Regions from separate parts of the Pan troglodytes genome. Here regions 2 and 3 are each linked to region 1. The links are chromatin contacts, called in public HiChIP or PLAC-seq maps. All regions are on one chromosome and are shown on one strand. The core of a region is the stretch at or near the end of the contact, and the rest is flanking DNA. Distances in the headings are between cores, read along the strand shown.

Evidence for each region. HiChIP or PLAC-seq counts read pairs in DNA pulled down with a chosen protein or histone mark.
Region 2: a contact with region 1 is called in an H3K4me3 HiChIP or PLAC-seq map of stem cell-derived excitatory neurons, with 11 times the contacts expected there. The contact joins the promoter of NEU1 here to the promoter of LY6G5C in region 1. A contact is called at or near these places in 2 of 7 Hi-C or Micro-C datasets (blood and stem cell-derived neural progenitor cells) and 1 of 1 datasets of contacts at active chromatin or transcription factors (stem cell-derived excitatory neurons).
Region 3: a contact with region 1 is called in an H3K4me3 HiChIP or PLAC-seq map of stem cell-derived excitatory neurons, with 10 times the contacts expected there. The contact joins the promoter of SNHG32 here to the promoter of LY6G5C in region 1. A contact is called at or near these places in 1 of 7 Hi-C or Micro-C datasets (stem cell-derived neural progenitor cells) and 1 of 1 datasets of contacts at active chromatin or transcription factors (stem cell-derived excitatory neurons).

Annotation. Positions count from the first base shown.
Region 1 is chr5:37,476,356-37,479,483 of NHGRI_mPanTro3-v2.0_pri, forward strand. LY6G5C (lymphocyte antigen 6 family member G5C) reads right to left here and starts at 1,420. Exons shown (of 3, transcript XM_054686760.2): 1 at 1,200-1,420; 2 at 51-218. The coding sequence starts at 1,320. It overlaps LOC134810192 (a long non-coding RNA gene), which reads right to left. Exons shown (of 3, transcript XR_010157684.1): 1 at 2,593-3,128; 2 at 2,177-2,348; 3 at 1,530-1,889.
Region 2 is chr5:37,661,262-37,664,389 of NHGRI_mPanTro3-v2.0_pri, forward strand. NEU1 (neuraminidase 1) reads right to left here and starts at 1,531. Exons shown (of 6, transcript XM_001160380.4): 1 at 1,122-1,531; 2 at 503-695. The coding sequence starts at 1,280. SLC44A4 (solute carrier family 44 member 4) reads right to left here. Exons shown (of 21, transcript XM_054686751.2): 21 at 2,024-2,241. The coding sequence ends at 2,120.
Region 3 is chr5:37,630,981-37,634,108 of NHGRI_mPanTro3-v2.0_pri, forward strand. SNHG32 (small nucleolar RNA host gene 32) reads left to right here and starts at 1,409. Exons shown (of 7, transcript XM_063812357.1): 1 at 1,409-1,793; 2 at 1,796-1,841; 3 at 1,843-1,959; 4 at 2,171-2,211. The coding sequence starts at 1,709. It overlaps LOC112209658 (small nucleolar RNA SNORD48), which reads left to right and starts at 2,022; the gene lies at 2,022-2,084.

The DNA of each region.
Region 1 (3,128 bases), core at 170-2,669:
AGTTTCCGTTTGGGAGAGTGCTGGGCCCATGACAGGAGAAGGCCACTTACTGTTCTTTATGTGGAGAGTGATGCAGCTGCTGCCAGCCGGGGTGAGGCAGATGTCAGATCCCAGAAGGTACCCTAACTCCTCGGTCTCCAAGAGGCATCGGTAGCAGCGCAGGTATTTGGGGAATGGAAGTGGTTGAGGGGGTTCCCAATTGACAGGAACAAACTTACCTAGAACACAGAGAAGTGCTGACCCCACTCACACCCCATTCTACCTCACACCCTACCACTGCCTGATTCTAGGCCACTCAACCCCACTCCTCCCTCCCTTCCTGTCTCAGAAAACCATCAAAGCCCCAATTCTCTGCTTCCTTCCCCAATTGCATACACATACATCCCCCTTTTCCTCTGGTCCTAAGGCCAGACCACATGTTAACAAATCCCCAGACCCAGCAGAGCACTTGGTGTTAGGCAGAGGAAAGTGCTAAACCAACACTTTGAATCCTATGTCTCTGTGGCTGGTGCTTTGCAGCCAAGTGGGGAGCCCAGCAGGCTGGACTCAGTCTTGTTCTATCCTGTGGATTCTGGTTTTCTCATCCAGCACACTCCCTAACCCTCCCTATTCTATGTTGCCCTCAGATCCGGAGAGGATTCCTTCAGTATCTCTATTCAGGTCACTGCTGTGAAGTGAGACAGCCCTGGGGTGGTCACTAGAAATCTCCTTCAGAGGGGTGCGGTGGCTCACGCCTGTAATCCCAGCACTTTGGGAGGCCAAGGCGAGCAGGTACCTGAGGTCAGGAGTTCGAGACCAGCCTGGCCAACATGGTGAAACCCCGTCTCTACTAAATATACAAAAATTAGCTGGGCTTGGTGGCTCATGCCTGTAATCCCAGTTATTCGGGAGGCTGAGGCATGAGAATCGCTTGAACCCAGGAGGTGGAGGTTGCAGTGAGCCGAGATCTTGCCACTGCACTCCGGCCTGGGATACAGAGCGAGACTCCATCTCAAAAATAATAATAATAATAAATTTTTAAAAATCTTCAGATTGCACATCAGTCCATGAGCAGGCATTCCCTACCAAACCCATCTGTCCCATCTCTCCTCCTGCATGGGTTTACCTGAGCATCCTGGACAGGTGTACCCAGACACTTGGTGTCTGTGGGTTTCTCCATCCAGGCCAGGAGACCCTTCTGAACCCTTGGAGCCACTTACCAAACACCAAGCTCATCATGACCAGCACTATTAAGAGGACCGTGTAGAGGGCTTGGGGGCTGCTGTGGAAGCACAGGGGACCCAGACTCTGGCTCCCTGCAGGGCCTGCCATAAAACGCATGACTGCCTGCTGGCCTCCAGTTTGGGCTTATATTGGTGGAAGAGAGGTTGGCCAAGAGGAAGGAGAGAGGCAACACCAGCTCAGGGTGGAAATCCGTGCCAGACCAGCCAGAGGGGCAGAATGTTCGCACCCACAGCCACTCTGGGGCATAACATCCTGCTTGAGGGCAGGGGACCAGCAATAGGGGAATGAGAAAAGGAACTGTCTTTCCTATTAATTGGACAGATGTTTATTGAATCACTGCATCAGGTGTTGGGGATACAACCCTGCACAGTCTCCACCCTCACAGGGCACAGTCTAGTAGGGGAGACAAGTCCACCAGCAATGATGTGGGGAGGGCAGAGTGCTGCCAGGAGCACCTCGACAGTTAAACCACTGACCAGAGGGATTTCGGCAGAGGAGTAACTTGATCGGATTTCTGTTTATAAAAGATTGCCATGGCTGCACATTGCATTTGGGTCAAGAGTGGAGGCCGCCGGGAAGTAGGACGCTATTCCCGAGTCCGGTCACAAGATGGCGGACTGGTCCGGCAGAAGACGAGCAGGGACGAGGAAGCGGGGCTAATGAACCTGAGATACAGTTAGAAGACTGGACAGATTTGCTGTTGGACTGAACGAGGGGTGAGGGAACAGGGGTAGGCTTGCACAAGGAAGTGGTACCATTTTCCAAGATAGGAAACATGTGGTCTGTCTCAAAAAAAAAAAAAAAAAAAAGCAAATAGGGGGTGCCCAGTCCCACTTCTCATACCCTGGGGACACCTGTCAGACATCCTAAAACAAGGACACCTGGATCCCAAGCGATACGTACTCAGCTCAGTGCCCCCTTGGGGTTCCAGGAACCCAGCGCCTTCCCTCACCTCATCCTTTTTCCTGCCCCGCCTGTGCTCAGCTGCGGCTCAGTGGGCCTGAACTCCGGAGCCCACAGAATCTGGCGCTGGGCGTCCGCTCTCCGCGCCTGACCGCACCTCAGAACTCCGGTAGGACGGGGGGGTGGCCCCCCGCTCAAGCTCTGTTCCCTGGGGAAGAAACCTGGAAAGTGCGAACCGCGCGTCGGGACCCAAGCGTCGGGCCCCAGCGGATATCCGGAGCCCGAAGCGGCTCCCCAGGAAGGCGGCGCCGTAGCGCCATTCTCCCTCCCAGGCGAATTCTGGAGACCGCGGCCCCAGGCGTCTCACCCATTTTCTCCGCTGGGGACCCGCTGGGCTCCCCATCCTCGCCTACTCGGTCCCCACCCCACCAGCTCAGTCTTGACTCAGAAACTCAGGGTTTTTACTTTTAGGATCGTTGGGCTGTGCGTTAGGGGAGGAGGGGGTCCTCAGCGTCCAGGAACGACACCACCTGCTCCAATTTCCCGTCTGGAGGTTCTGGTCGAGGCTCCGAACTCGGGTTCCCTGCTACCTCCCAGACTATTCAAGAATTATCCAGTCCCAGGATGATAAGGGGGAAGATGGGAAGAAACAGACGGGAGACGCCCGCCCAGAAAGACTGCGGGAAGAAAGAAATTCGAGAGGAAACTGCACGCCACTGAGCGCCTCCCAAAAGCCTTGGAATGAATGAATTTAAAAACTATATTAGAGCCGGACTGCGGTGGCTCACGCCTGTAATCCCAGCACTTTGGGAGGCCAAGGCGGGTGGACTACCTGAGGTCAGGAGTTCGCGCCCAGCCTGGCTAACATGGTGAAACCCCGTTTCTACTACAAATACCAAAAATTAGCCGGGCGTGGCGGCGTGCGCCTGTAATCCCAGCCACTTGGGAGGCTGAGGCAGGAGAATCGCTTGAACACGGGAGGCGGAGGTTGCAGTGAGCCG
Region 2 (3,128 bases), core at 281-2,780, 190 kb after region 1:
ACCCTTTCTACCACTTCCCGTTAATTTCCCACCTTCTGCTAGGGACCTCAGGCCTTCCGATGGTCCCAGGGTGCAATCCAACACTTGCACTATCTATACCTCTTGTCCTGTTTTATTTTTCTCCATTGCATTTATCACCTTGCAACAGACAAAAAAGTTTACTTGTTTATTATGCTTGTCTGTCTCCTTCCAGTACAATTTAAATCCTGAGGGCAGAGATTTTTGATCTGTTTTGTTCGTGGCTATATTCATGAAACCTAAAATAGTGCCTGGTATAGGTATATAGTACCCAATAAATGTTTGCTAAGTGAATGTCCAACTTCTTGGTGATCCCAATTTCCAGATCACTGTCCTAGACACTTGCCCTTCTCAGGTTCCCCCTACCCCTCAGGGACTCAGGCAACCAACCCTCTAAGTTCCCCTATCCTCAGGGCCCTTGGGCTCATTGGGCTGCCCACCCATCCAACCTAGCACCGGCTCTTTCACCCAGACATCTTTATACCCTGGTCCATGGACCTCCGCAGGGCGATGAACTTGGCCCCCTCATCGGATGAGGACATTTTCCTCGCCTCAGCAAAGGCGAGAAGAGTGCCCCGCGGAGTAGCTGTGATGAGCGGGATGCGGAAGGTGTCCACTGAGCCGATCTGTCTCCCGCTCACCCACAGCAGTTGCTCCATGGTCACCAGCGGCTGCACCTGTCATGGGAGGAGGAAGGGTCAACAAAGACAAACTTGTCTTGGGGGTTTTAGGAACCCACGTTCCGATGGGAGAGGGAGGATCTAATGGGGATCCCGAGTAGGGGATGGGGTCCCAGAACAAGAAAGAGGAACACGAAGGGGAGTTTGGAGCGAAGCTGGAGGCTCGGAGCAGGGGAGGGTCTACGAAAGGAGAAGGAGCCTTCAGGGAGGGAAGGGGACCCCAAAAGAGGAAGGGGCTCGAATGAGGAGGAAGACGGGGACCCGGAGAGGGAGAGGGGCTGGGAGCGGTCGGAGGAAACGGGGTCTGGGAGAAAGAAAAGGGTCCTGTCGCGGAAAGTCGGCTCAGCCGCCCGCGTTCCGGGAGACACTAGGTGTCGATCACCTGCGCGGGTCGGGGATGGGGCTATGCAAAGGGTGACTCACCAGACCGAAGTCGTTCTCAGCCTTGGACCAGGAGGCTGCCAGAGACAGCAGCAGGAAGATCGCGGCAAACACCCAAACCCTACAGCCTCCCCAGAAGCCCAGAATCCGCGGCCCCCAGCGTCTGTCCGGAAGCGCCGTGCTGGGTCGCTCCCCAGTCATCTCTCCCCGCAGCTGCCGCGACCCTGGCAGCTAGACTCCACAGAGTCGGGAGTCAGCTGACCCGGACCCTTTAAAGCGCAGATGTCACCCTTAAGCCCGCCCCGGTCTGGAGGCCCCGCCGCGCTTCCCGGACTCTAATTGGTCTTCAAGTAGCTCATCTCCTCCCACGTGATCACGCAGCATCTCGAAGCTTGCCCTTCCGATTGGCCCTCTTGGAGGCCCGGAGCGCGTGACCCGAACGGGAAGCGGACTGGCTGGGGTGAAGAAGGGACTGGCACCATCCTTATTGGGCTTTTTGATTGGCCGCGGCACCAGGACGCGTCACAGGGGCGGGGCCGATTTTAAAGAGCCGGGCGCGGAAAAAAAAAGGCCGCCTGTCGTCGTGGAGAGAATGAGTCACAGATTTACTGAGTTAACAAAATATCTTTAATAAAATCTTTTTGTTTGTTTGTTTTGTTTTGGAGACAGAGTCTGTCACCCAGGTTGGAGTGCAGTGGCGCGATCTCGGCTCACTGCAACCTCTGCCTCCCGGGTTCAAGCGATTCTCCTGCCTCAGCCTCCCGAGTAGCTGGGATGACAGGTGCATGCCACCACTCTCGGCTAATTTTTTGTATTTTTAATAGAGATGGAGGTTTCACCATGTTGGCCAGGCTGGTCTCGAACTCCTGACTCAGGTGATCCGCCCGCCTCGGTCTCTCAAAGTGTTGGATTACAGGCGTGAGCCACAGCGCCTGGCCTAAAACCTTTTTTTACCACAAAATGGAGACCTGTAAGGCGAAGTGAGGTTGGATGGCTGGACGGTGGGGGTGGGGTGCAGTCCTGGATCAAGGCCGGAGCTGTCACTTCTTCCTCTTCTTGTTGTCCGGGGGCGCCTCGTTCTTCTTGCCCAGAATCTTTAGAAGGCTCTTGGACATGTAGTAGGGCCGGTCCAGGGAGCCGTTGTTCCGCTCCAGGTCTTCCACTGAGCCGCAACAGAGACCGGTTAGAGCGGACCCTGGGCCAGGAAATCGGGGACTGGGAGGCAAGCTGCCTGCGGGATTTGGAATCCAAGCCGCACTACCACCCTTACCCCCGGGCGCGTTGTGTAATCTCAGTTTCCTCATGTGAAGTGGGGTCGGGAATATTATGTTGCATAGAGCGATGATAAGAATTAGCGGAAAAAATGCATGTCAGTCGCTTAGGAGGAGACTGGCAAACCCTGAATGGATGCATGCTGTAGAGTAAGAAAATCCCCTGCCGCTACAGCCACCTGCTGGGAAGTCTCTCTAATGGCTCTTTTTTTTTTTTTTAATCTTTTTTCTTTGTTTTGAGACTGAGTCTTGCTGTCGCCCAAGCTGAAGTGCAGTAGCGCAATCTCGGCTCGCTGCAACCTCCGCTTCCTGAGTTCAAGCGATTCTCCTGCTTCAGCCTCCCAAGTGGCTGGGATTACAGGCGCCCGCCACCGCGCCCAGCTAATTTTTTGTATTTTTAGTAGAGAGGGGTTTCACCATGTGGGCCAGGCTGGTCTCGAACTCCTGACCTCAGGGTGATCTGCCCACCTCGGCCCCCCTAAGTGCTGGCATGACAGGCGTGAGCCACCATGCCTGGCCTCTAATGGCTAACTTCTACCCGAGATTTCTTAGGGAAGATAGCAGAGACCTCTCCATCAGAATGCTCCTTCTTTGGAGAGCCTACCGGCCTGGGGGCTCACTCTCTTCCTTCTTCCCTAAACACCTGGCCTCAGGATGTCACAAGAAGCTCCCTCTGGTTCGTTTAGCTCACAAAGGCATTGTTTCTAGAAGCACCAAATCTCCAAAAAAAAAAAAAAAAAGCTTGAATGGCTCAGTACTTTAAGGTTGGGGACAGGTG
Region 3 (3,128 bases), core at 159-2,658, 150 kb after region 1:
AATCCCAGCACTTTGGGAGGCCGAGGTGGGAGGATCACTTGAGGTTCACAAGTTCAAAACCAGCCTGGGCCAACATGGTGAAAACCCCTGTCTCTACTAAAAATATATAAACTTAACTGGGTGTGGTGGCAGATGCCTGTAATCTCAGCTACTCAGGAGGCTGAGGCAAGAGAATCACTTGAACCCGGGAGGCAGAGGTTGTAGTAAGCCGAGATCACGCCACTGCACTCCAATCTGGGTAACAGAGCAAGACCCTATCTCAAAAAAAAAAAAAAAAAAAAAAAAAAAAAAAAAAAAAAAAAAGAAGAGGCCAGGCTCGGTGGCTCACACCTATAATCGTGGCACTTTGTGGAGGCCTAGGCAGGCAAATCACCTGAGGTCAGGAGTTCGAGACCAGCCTGGCTTACATGGTGAAACCCTGACTCTACTAAAAATATAAAAATTAGCCAGGCATGGTTGTGTGCACCTGTAATCCTTGCTACTTGGGAGGCTGAGGCAGGAAAATCGCTTGAACCGAGAAAGCGGAGGTTGCAGTGAGCCGAGATCCCGCCACTGCTCTCCAGCCTGGGCAACAGAGTCAGACTCCGTCTCAAAAAAAAAAAAAAAAAAAAAAAAAAAAAAAAAAAAAATGAAAAAGATACCAACACACACAACACACATCACCAAACATCATACGCGTTTATAAATGGGGGCGATAGGAAAGGGTCCAGAAAGGATTTGAAATGACTTATGAGTTTCAATAATTTTTTTTTTTTTTTTGAGAGAGTCTCGCCCTGTCGCCCAGGCTGGAGTGCAGTGGTGCAATCTCGGCTCACTGCAAGCTCGGCGTCCTGGGTTCACGCCATTTTCCTGCCTCAGCCTCCCGAGTTGGGACTACAGGCGCCGCCACCACACTCTGCTAATTTTTTTTTTAGTAGAGACGGGGTTTCACCGTGTTAGCCAGGATGGTCTCGATCTCCTGACCTCGTGATCCACCTGCCTCGGCCTCTCTAAGTGCTGGGATTACAGGCGTGAGCCACCGCGCCCGGCCTAATTTTTAAATAAATAGAGACGGGGGTTGGGTGTCACTATTTGCCCAGGTTGGTCCCGAACTCTGGGCCTCAAATGATCCTCTGCCTGGGCCTGTCCAAAGTGTTGAGATTACAGGCGTGACCTATTACGCCCGACCTGCCTTTTGGGTTTTTGGTTTTTGTTTTGTTTTGTTTAGTTTAATTGAAGCTTAGGGTGCCTGACAGTCTGCGGGATCGAACTGGGAGGCAAATTCAGATTTCGCTGGGGGAACGGAGTGCGAAGTGTCAGGGTAGCTGGACCCTAAACCGGCGCAGCTGCGCGCGCGGGAAGAGTCCCACGGTCATTAACGGACCATGGGCTGCTGGGAAACGGCTTAGGAGCAGCATCCGGCTGGCGCTGGCCGGCCGGCGCCGGGGACTTTCTTCCGCCTGGCCAGACAGATCCCTGTTTTTTGTTTTTCAAAATTCAGAAAGCATCTCCGAATATTTGCCCAGAAGAGTGTGAAACATACTTTCCTGGTCTTTCTTTCACTTTGTTTTATTTCTGTGTGGACGAACAATGCGGAAAATGCCGCGCGTCTAGCCAGGCAGATAAGAAAACAGCTATACCCGTCAGGCCCCCAACCCGGCGCCTCCATAAATGGCTCCGGCCTCGCCATTTTAGTTCTTTTTGCGAAGTGGGCTCGTGGGTTGGTAGTATGAGAGTTGTAATGGCCCGACTGTTGAGTGAGGGGGAGCAGGGGATCCCAACGGCTTGCGCTGCCTTTGCGCAGCAGCCGGCGGGCGGCCACGTCGCGGCCTGGCTGGGGTAGGAGAGGGCGGTTCCCAGTGCTTGGGTGAACTACCGTTGCACACTGGAATTTCTGGTGTCTCTGCTTGGAACTGACCTAGCTCGTGGCAGGGGGAACTCGGCTAGCGGCCCCACAGCCCCTGCTGACTCATCACAACTGTGAGTGGGGTTGGGCGAGTGGTTGCAAAATGGGGGTGGCGGTCGCCCGGGGTTAGGAAGGGAGTGATGATGACCCTAGGTAACTCTGAGTGTGTCGCTGATGCCATCACCGCAGCGCTCTGACCGCCCCCTCGGTCCAGCATTTCTCGGGCTCAACGAGTTCATGGTCAAGATTACTAATCTTTTGTTCTGTGTTTCATTTCCCCGTTAGGAGTTGTAAGACGTTCATCGCCGTGTTATCCTTGAGTAAAGGTGAGTATTAGGTGCGAGAGCCTTTTGAGTGCCTCTTCGGAAAGCTTTGTTCCCAAGCAAGCTTTCGTTCATGGGCATTATGCGCCTCCCTGCCCTTTTTTTTTTTTTTTGAGACAGTCTCGCCCTGTCACCCAGGCTGAAGTGCTGTGGCACGATCTCGACTTACTGCAACCTGCGCCTTCTGGGATCAAGCGATTCTCCTGCCTCAGCCTCCCGATTAGCTGGGATTACAGGCGCATGCCACCAAGCCTGGCTAATTTTTTGTATTTTTTAATAGAGGGTTTCACTGTGTTAGCCAGGATGGTCTCGATCTGCTGACCTCGTGATCCGCCGACCTCGTGATCCGCCCCCCTCGGCCTCCCAAAGTGCTGGGATTACAGGCGTGAGCCACCGCGCCCGGCCTTTTTTTTTTTTTTTTTTTTTAAGATAGTCTCCCTGTCACCCTGGCTGGAATGCAGTGGCAAGAACACAATTCAGTGCGGCCTTCAACTCCCGGGTTTAACCGATTCTCCCACCTTAGCCAATTTTTTCCTTTTTTTTTTTTTTTTTTTGAGATGGAGTCTTGATCTTGTTGCCCTGGCTGGCAATGGTACGATCTCCCTGCAACCTCTGCCTCCCGGGTTCAATCGATTGTCCTGCCTCAGCCTCCCGATTAGCTGGGACTACAGGCCCGCGCCACCACACTCGGCTAATTTTTCTATTTTTAGTAGAAGGCGTTTCACCATGTTGGCCAGGATGGTCTCCATCTCCTGACCTCGTGAGCCGCTGCGCCCGGCCACTTTTTCTTTTTTGAGCTATAATCCATGTACCACAGGTGGTCACTTCCATTTGTTTTTGCTATTTTGTTTTTGAGACAGAGTCTGCTCCCTTGCCCAGGCTGGAGCGCAATGCCAGGATCTCCCTGCAACATCCGCCGT